Regions from separate parts of the Rattus norvegicus genome. Here region 1 is linked to region 2. A link is a contact called in public Hi-C data. All regions are on one chromosome and are shown on one strand. The core of a region is the stretch at or near the end of the contact, and the rest is flanking DNA. Distances in the headings are between cores, read along the strand shown.

Region 1 (3,150 bases), core at 234-2,733, 200 kb before region 2:
TGTCCCACACCAGAGGACTTAGGTGTTGTTGGAGTTCATGACATTGAGTGAGGCAGCAGACTGTCCTGTCTTGCTCAAAATGACTGAGTTCTCTACAGTTTGAGATCACAAACCCCACTGGAGTGTTTTCCAGCTACTCCCTTCCCCTTAGGCTTTAACTAAGGTATGGAGGTGAACTTGGCACCCTAAGAGTAGAGGAGTAGAGGAGCTCGGTCTGCCTGTTATCCAGTAAAGAGGTCCAGAATTAGACCCGTTACACTCTCACATAGACTAGCAAATATATATGTAAATAAAAACAATACGTTAAAAATTCGTGTTAGATTTATATATTTTATTGTATGTTAAAATGTTTTGCCTGTATACATATATGTACACCAAGGGTGTGCTTAGTGCCGAAAGAAGTCAGAAGATGACATCAGGTCTCCTGGAACCGGAGTTATGGATGGTCATGTGGTGCTAGGAGTTAAGCCTTAGTCCTCCCCAGAGCAAGAAGTGTTCTTAATAGCTAGACCATTTCTCCAACCCAATAAAAAAATATTGACGACTCAGTGGGTAAAAGCACTTGCTGCCAAGTCTGATGAACTTGAGTTCAATGCCTGGAACCCACATGGTAGGAGACAGCTGATGCCTGGAAGTTGTCTTCTCTGCCTGTGGGGCCCTGTAAAGGTCTTCCCTCTTCTGAATCTTCTTCCTAACTCTTTCAACTCAGAGCTGTGTGATATTAAAGCTGAAGTCGTTCCCAGCGCTGACCTAGTTGCCTTGCAGGACACATGAGTTGTTGGTCTCTGGAATGGGCTGTGTCTGTTGGTGGATGGGGAGTCTTCCTGCACTGACCTCCTCCATCTCCAGCCCCGCTCTTCTGTGAGCCGCTTTCCAGACTCCAGGGTCAAGGTGTACAAAGGCACCAGAAGTATCCTGCTCACCTGTGGGAATCAGCCTGGTGACCCTTCTGAGGCCCTGCAGTCTCTGGCAGAGTCAGAGTGAGAGCTGAGGTGACCTGGGAGGTCATGTGACTCAGTTACAGACCGCACCTTCATGCAGCACTCAGCTGGTCCTCACAGAGCTGCCTCATAGGGCAGCCTGCCTCGCTGTCCTCCAGCCCTGCTTCCAGCTCCTCAGCGTGCCAGCCAGTGTGCCACCTTCCCACAGTAAAGCAGACAGCCTCTGCTGCGGTATGAAGCAGGCACAGTTGAATAGAAGGGAGAGATAATTTTCTTAGAAGCTGTCAGCCTCCAGCTCCAGCATGGCCTCCCTCTCCAGCCCTGTTGCTTTTCACATCTGCTTCTTAGCCTGCCTGTTCTCCCTTCCTTGTGCACCGTTCCTCCTGGGCTACATTCTGGTCCCAGGACTTCGGGGGCTGAAGGACTTCAGGCTTCCCTGGCATCTTCATCACTCCCCGGACTCTGGACGTTGCAGAGGTCCAAGAGGATCTCACCACAGGGCATTTGAGGGGTGTGTGGCTGCTGTGGCAAAAGCACATTCCAAAGTATGGCCAACACTGGAGGAAGTGAGTCATTTACTGTTCCGTCCTTTCGTTTTCAGAGCCTCCCAAGCTGAATCCAGTGGTGGAGCCGTTGTCCTGGATGCTGGGTACCTGGCTGTCAGAGCCGCCGGGAGTTGGTACCTTCCCAACACTGCAACCCTTCCAGTACCTGGAGGAGGTGCACATCTCCCATGTGGGTCAGCCTATGCTCAACTTCTCGTAAGTCCCATCGTGCTCACGCTCCCGGACTGCCTAGGCATTTAGATAACTCCAGACTGATCCAAGACATGCCAGGCAGCACCTTTAGATTCGCTTCCGAAAAGCTCTGTCTTCTTTCCCAGAGCCTGGCAGCTGAGGCATGGGGCTGGTAAAAATGGTCTGTTACACTGTTGCATTCTTTAAGATGTCAGGCAGACGGCCCGTTGACAAGGTAGTTAATCTAAGCAGAAAAGCAATTGATGTGTGTTTAATTCAACCAGTACTGTCAGTCTGATGTGTGGACATCTGTTACTCGGGGCCGCTGAAGTAAGAGGGTGGGGCCCTCATTTATTTTTGCCCTGTGCTAGGTGAGGTGTTTAGCAAGTATTTTAAGGGCGGCTGAAATGTGATTTTAAAAGTAATGTATGTACTTAGCAATTTTAAATAGGGTGGAGACATTGTCAGTGATGGAGTGGTTTCGTAGCATGTCTAAGCCCTGGATTTATTCCCCAGAAACTCACGTGTTTTTAAAAGTACATAAAATACAAAAGCAAAAATCTGTTTCTGCTTTAGTCTCCACTACAGAGTTCTTAAGAATCTTAACTAGGAGCTGGCAGGATGGGTCAGTGGCCTCTAAGCTGGATGCTCTGGGTTCAAGCCCTAGGACCCACAATGGTGGAAGGAGAGAAATGACTCTCAAGTTATTCACTGACCCCCTACACACAAGTATACACAATCAAATAAATACAATAAATATCTATTCTTAAATCTTACTAAATAACTTACGGTACTGCATTTTGAGTTTCTCTTTCGTGAAATACTTGCAGAAGCATTTCACATTCAGAGATTTTTAGAAATTATTTAATTATGTGTCTCTGTGTGTCTCTGTATGTGCCCAAGGAGGGCAGACGGTGTCAGCTCCCTGAAGCTGGAGTTCCAGACTGTCATGAGCTGCCTGGTGTAGGTGCCAGGACTCCAACTGCAAGAACAGTGTGTGACCCTCTGAGCGGGTGACATTAGCTCAGGCCTGACTAGAACAGTGTGTGACCCTCTGAGCGGGTGACATTAGCTCAGGCCTGACTAGAACAGTGTGTGACCCTATGAGCAGGTGACATTAGCTCAGGCTGACTAGAACAGTGTGTGACCCTATGAGCGGGTGACATTAGCTCAGGCTGACTAGAACAGTGTGTGACCCTATGAGCGGGTGACATTAGCTCAGGCCTGACTAGAACAGTGTGCGACTCTATGAGCGGGTGACATTAGCTCAGGCCTGACTAGAACAGTGTGTGACCCTATGAGCGGGTGACATTAGCTCAGGCCTGACTAGAACAGTGTGCGATCCTATGAGCAGATGACATTAGCTCAGGCTGACTAGGGAAGCAGTTCACAACCCCAAACCCAAGTCCTCTGGGGTCCAGAACTGTTCAGTGCCGACAAATGATACCATTGCAGCTTTTAGGTTGTATAGG
Region 2 (3,174 bases), core at 656-3,155:
GGATATTTGGAAAGGAGGAAACTGACAAACAGACGTAATGGCGCCCCTCAGGATTACCCATGGATTGATTAATCTCTGCTTAGGCAATGCAATCTATATCCTCCCCTCCAAGTAGGATAACTCTGTGGAATCACCAATTCCCTAACTCTTCTTACAAATACGCACTGCCGTTGATTCAGGTCACTCTTTCCCTTGACAGCAACGGTTACTGACGTAAGCATTTATTGGCAGGGCATCTGAGCAGCTTTGAAAAACTGTTTCTTAGTCACGGCAACTCGCATCTGAGGTAAGTACATTCTAAACCCACTCTGTGGATGAGGAACCTAAGGTGGGGGGCAGATGAGAGTTATACCTGAGCTCCTCTCTGTCAATGGCTGGTTTTACACACATCCCAGGGAGGCATCCACAACCCCACCAGTCAACGTCTTTCTCTGCTTTATTTAAAATGGGGTTGTGCCTAGGAAGCCATGACGCACACCCGTGCTCGAACTGTACTCGCAGCATTCAGACGCCTGACAGAGGAGGATGGGGAGTTAGAGGCCAGCTGGGGCTATGGAAAATATCTCAACAAAAAACAGTGGGGGATAGGGGTACGGGGAGGCTGTGCAACTTGGCCTTCTCCTTTGAAGACTTTTTTTTTCTTTTTTTTTTGGAGCTGGGGACCGAACCCAGGGCCTTGAGCTGAGCTAAACCCCCAACCCCTCCTTTGAAGACTTTAGAACTGACAACTCGATAGCCACAAAGTGCTTTGCAAATGCCTTCCCGTGTCCCAAAACTCACTAAACTTTTATTTGGTCTACAAGTAAAGATTACTTCATACCTCCCCGTTTCAAAAGGATTTCAAAGAGAATCTGTGCTGCTGATTATAATACTGTCTCCACAAGACTGACTCTAATTCAGCGTTACCCACTAATTACCAAACATTTTCACAGTGGCCCAGTCAAAAACACCTCATGGAAACAGAACAAAGCTAGGGAGAAAGGCCACCCCTTTAAAGATTCTGCCTGGAATCTTAAGTCTCTCCATTCTTTCTCAGCACGGTGTAGCGACATTATTTCCTTCAAGAATGCCTTTTCGTATCTATTTTTCACCACCATTACTGGGGCACGAAACAGCTTAACAAATCACTGCCACGTGTGTAAATGGCAAAGGCGCTTACAACCTGGGATGAGGAAAACGCAATGGGCCAGTACTGCTTCTAGATCCTAGTATCGTAACAACATTAACACCTGAGTTCTCAGTTTTGAAGGAAAGGCTGAGAAGAAAAAAAGAATGACCTTCTGGGCTTTCATTTGTGGCTCCTGATGCTGCTTCTCAAGGCTTCTGCTTCGTTGAGCACTGGCCTGGGAGTGGGGGTGGTCTTCAGCAGGGCATTCTTGTGGCCCTTAGCCCTCTACAGGACACTCAATGTCCACGAGTGACGCTCAGACTCTGATCACCCCCCCTTCCTCGACAGCTGGTCTCCACGTGTGATGTTCCTGCCCTCAGGACTCTGCTGACAGCCTGGCTCCACGGAACCCTGCAGCTCTCAGCCCTCCCAGACTGCCCATTTACTCAAGCAACACTCCAGTCAGTCCTCAGCGGACATCCAGTCTGGACCCGAGACTCTCCCTCCCTTCGCCCTCCACAGTCAGGCCATTCACAGACGTGTGTTGTCAAACGCGGATTCTGTGAGGAGCTGGCGCGCCTCACGAAGGCCTCAGAGCCGGGCGTGGACTTTCTCTGGTGGACGGCCAGCCTCAGGCCTGGTCCGGCTCGGGTTCCGCTGAGGTCCGGTTAACGAAGGAAACCCAAGCCCGACCCACCGCCCCCGAGCCACTTGTCCCCCTCCCCCGCTCACGGCCACCACGTCCTCACCGTGCCACACCGGCCTGCGACGCCGCCAGCCAGGCCTCCTCCACGTCCTGTGCCCGCGCCGCCCGATCCCGACAGCTAGCTGCTTCCCCGCCCCCGCCGCGCGTCCGCCGCAGCCCCGCCCCCCCCGCGGACGCACCGCCGATTGGCCTGCGGGTGGGTCCTCCCGACCAGCGCCTGCGAGCGCAGCACCTAGCGCTGATTGGTCATCACATGGGGCAGGGCGGGGCGAGTGAGCGCCAGAAAGTCAGAAGCAAAGCTCTGCAGCTCCTCCGCGGGTGCAACAGGGCTCTACACGCTGGGCGGGTCCTCGGCCCCTCGGCCGTCGGAAGGGCTTTAGGACCTGAGAACGCTGTGGTGGGTGGGACTTAGGAGAGCCGCGAATTCTCCGTCTTAGTCTTCACTTTGGCACGGCGGGGAGGGTTCCGTCTTGGATGCAGCTTCGGAACAAGGGAGGACTACCCCAGACTTGGGACTCTGGAACGCGAGTGGGCCCTACGTAGGCATTGGGCGGGACTTTAGCATACGGGCTGTTCTCAGCCTACATTCCGGCTTTGGCAAGAAGGGCGGCCTGGGTTCTGGGTGGGGCCTTGGACTTCAAGCTCGCGGGACTATGCTGGCATTCATATCCTTGGTCAGGCATCCCCTAACTGCCAGCTCCTTTCCTATCTCCCATCCGTCGTGCCCAACCTGAGAATAGAGGAAACACCTGATGTTCCTCAAGGGTCGCTTTTGAGGCAGGCTATTCTAAGAGTCCTCGAAGCCATCTCTGTTCCCTTTTGGATTTGAAGCTTTCTAGAAATCAAAATGGTGAGACTGCATCTTGGTCCTTCCACTTCGGTGACTTGCAGCATCCTCACTTTCTTCTTTCATTGGTTACTTGAATGGCCCTGTAGGGAGCCAGCCCTCTGAACCAACCGCTGTCTAGGCTCAATAAATCCATACAGCCCCCAAGTCATTTCATACAGAGCACTAGCCTTTGGTGTGAAGTCCCTATGACAAACAGGGAGGGCCTTTGCATCCCCAAGGCAACCTAGAAGTACAGGCTGACTAGGTCAGCAATGTTAGTAGGCTTCCCAACTTTCTCCTCCGCCTTAGCTATCCCTTTCTTGTAACCAGCCACTGCCACTGCCACCACCACCGAGTGTGATGTCAATCATTAAGAAAAGGAGCTGGACTGGACAAGGCAAGAATGAGGTTAGATATAAGCAACCTAATGACTTAGATAGCAGGAGCCTCAGTGCCTAGGATCAGTGCGCTGCTGAGAAAGCAAAAGGATGAAGGCTCCAATGGTACTGGGTGGTCAATTCACGAGTCAGG

Evidence for each region. A called contact is a pair of places that touch in the nucleus more often than the background predicts.
Region 1: a Hi-C map of Schwann cells shows a contact between it and region 2, with 7 times the contacts expected there. The contact joins the enhancer-like site here to the promoter of Farp2 in region 2. A contact is called at or near these places in 5 of 12 Hi-C or Micro-C datasets (Schwann cells, frontal cortex, kidney and 2 more).

What each region holds. Positions count from the first base shown.
Region 1 is chr9:101,703,779-101,706,928 of GRCr8, reverse strand. It overlaps Thap4 (THAP domain containing 4), which reads left to right. Exons shown (of 6, transcript NM_001005564.1): 3 at 1,543-1,702. Among named protein-coding and RNA genes, the nearest start is that of Thap4, 24 kb to the left of the region's middle. Within about 2 kb of position 1,483, at least 11 of the 93 cell types and tissues checked have an H3K27ac peak or open chromatin away from gene starts, as enhancers often do. A contact at or near this core is called in Schwann cells, where this site is marked.
Region 2 is chr9:101,499,858-101,503,031 of GRCr8, reverse strand. It overlaps Farp2 (FERM, ARH/RhoGEF and pleckstrin domain protein 2), which reads right to left and starts at 1,905. Exons shown (of 27, transcript NM_001108233.2): 1 at 1,858-1,905.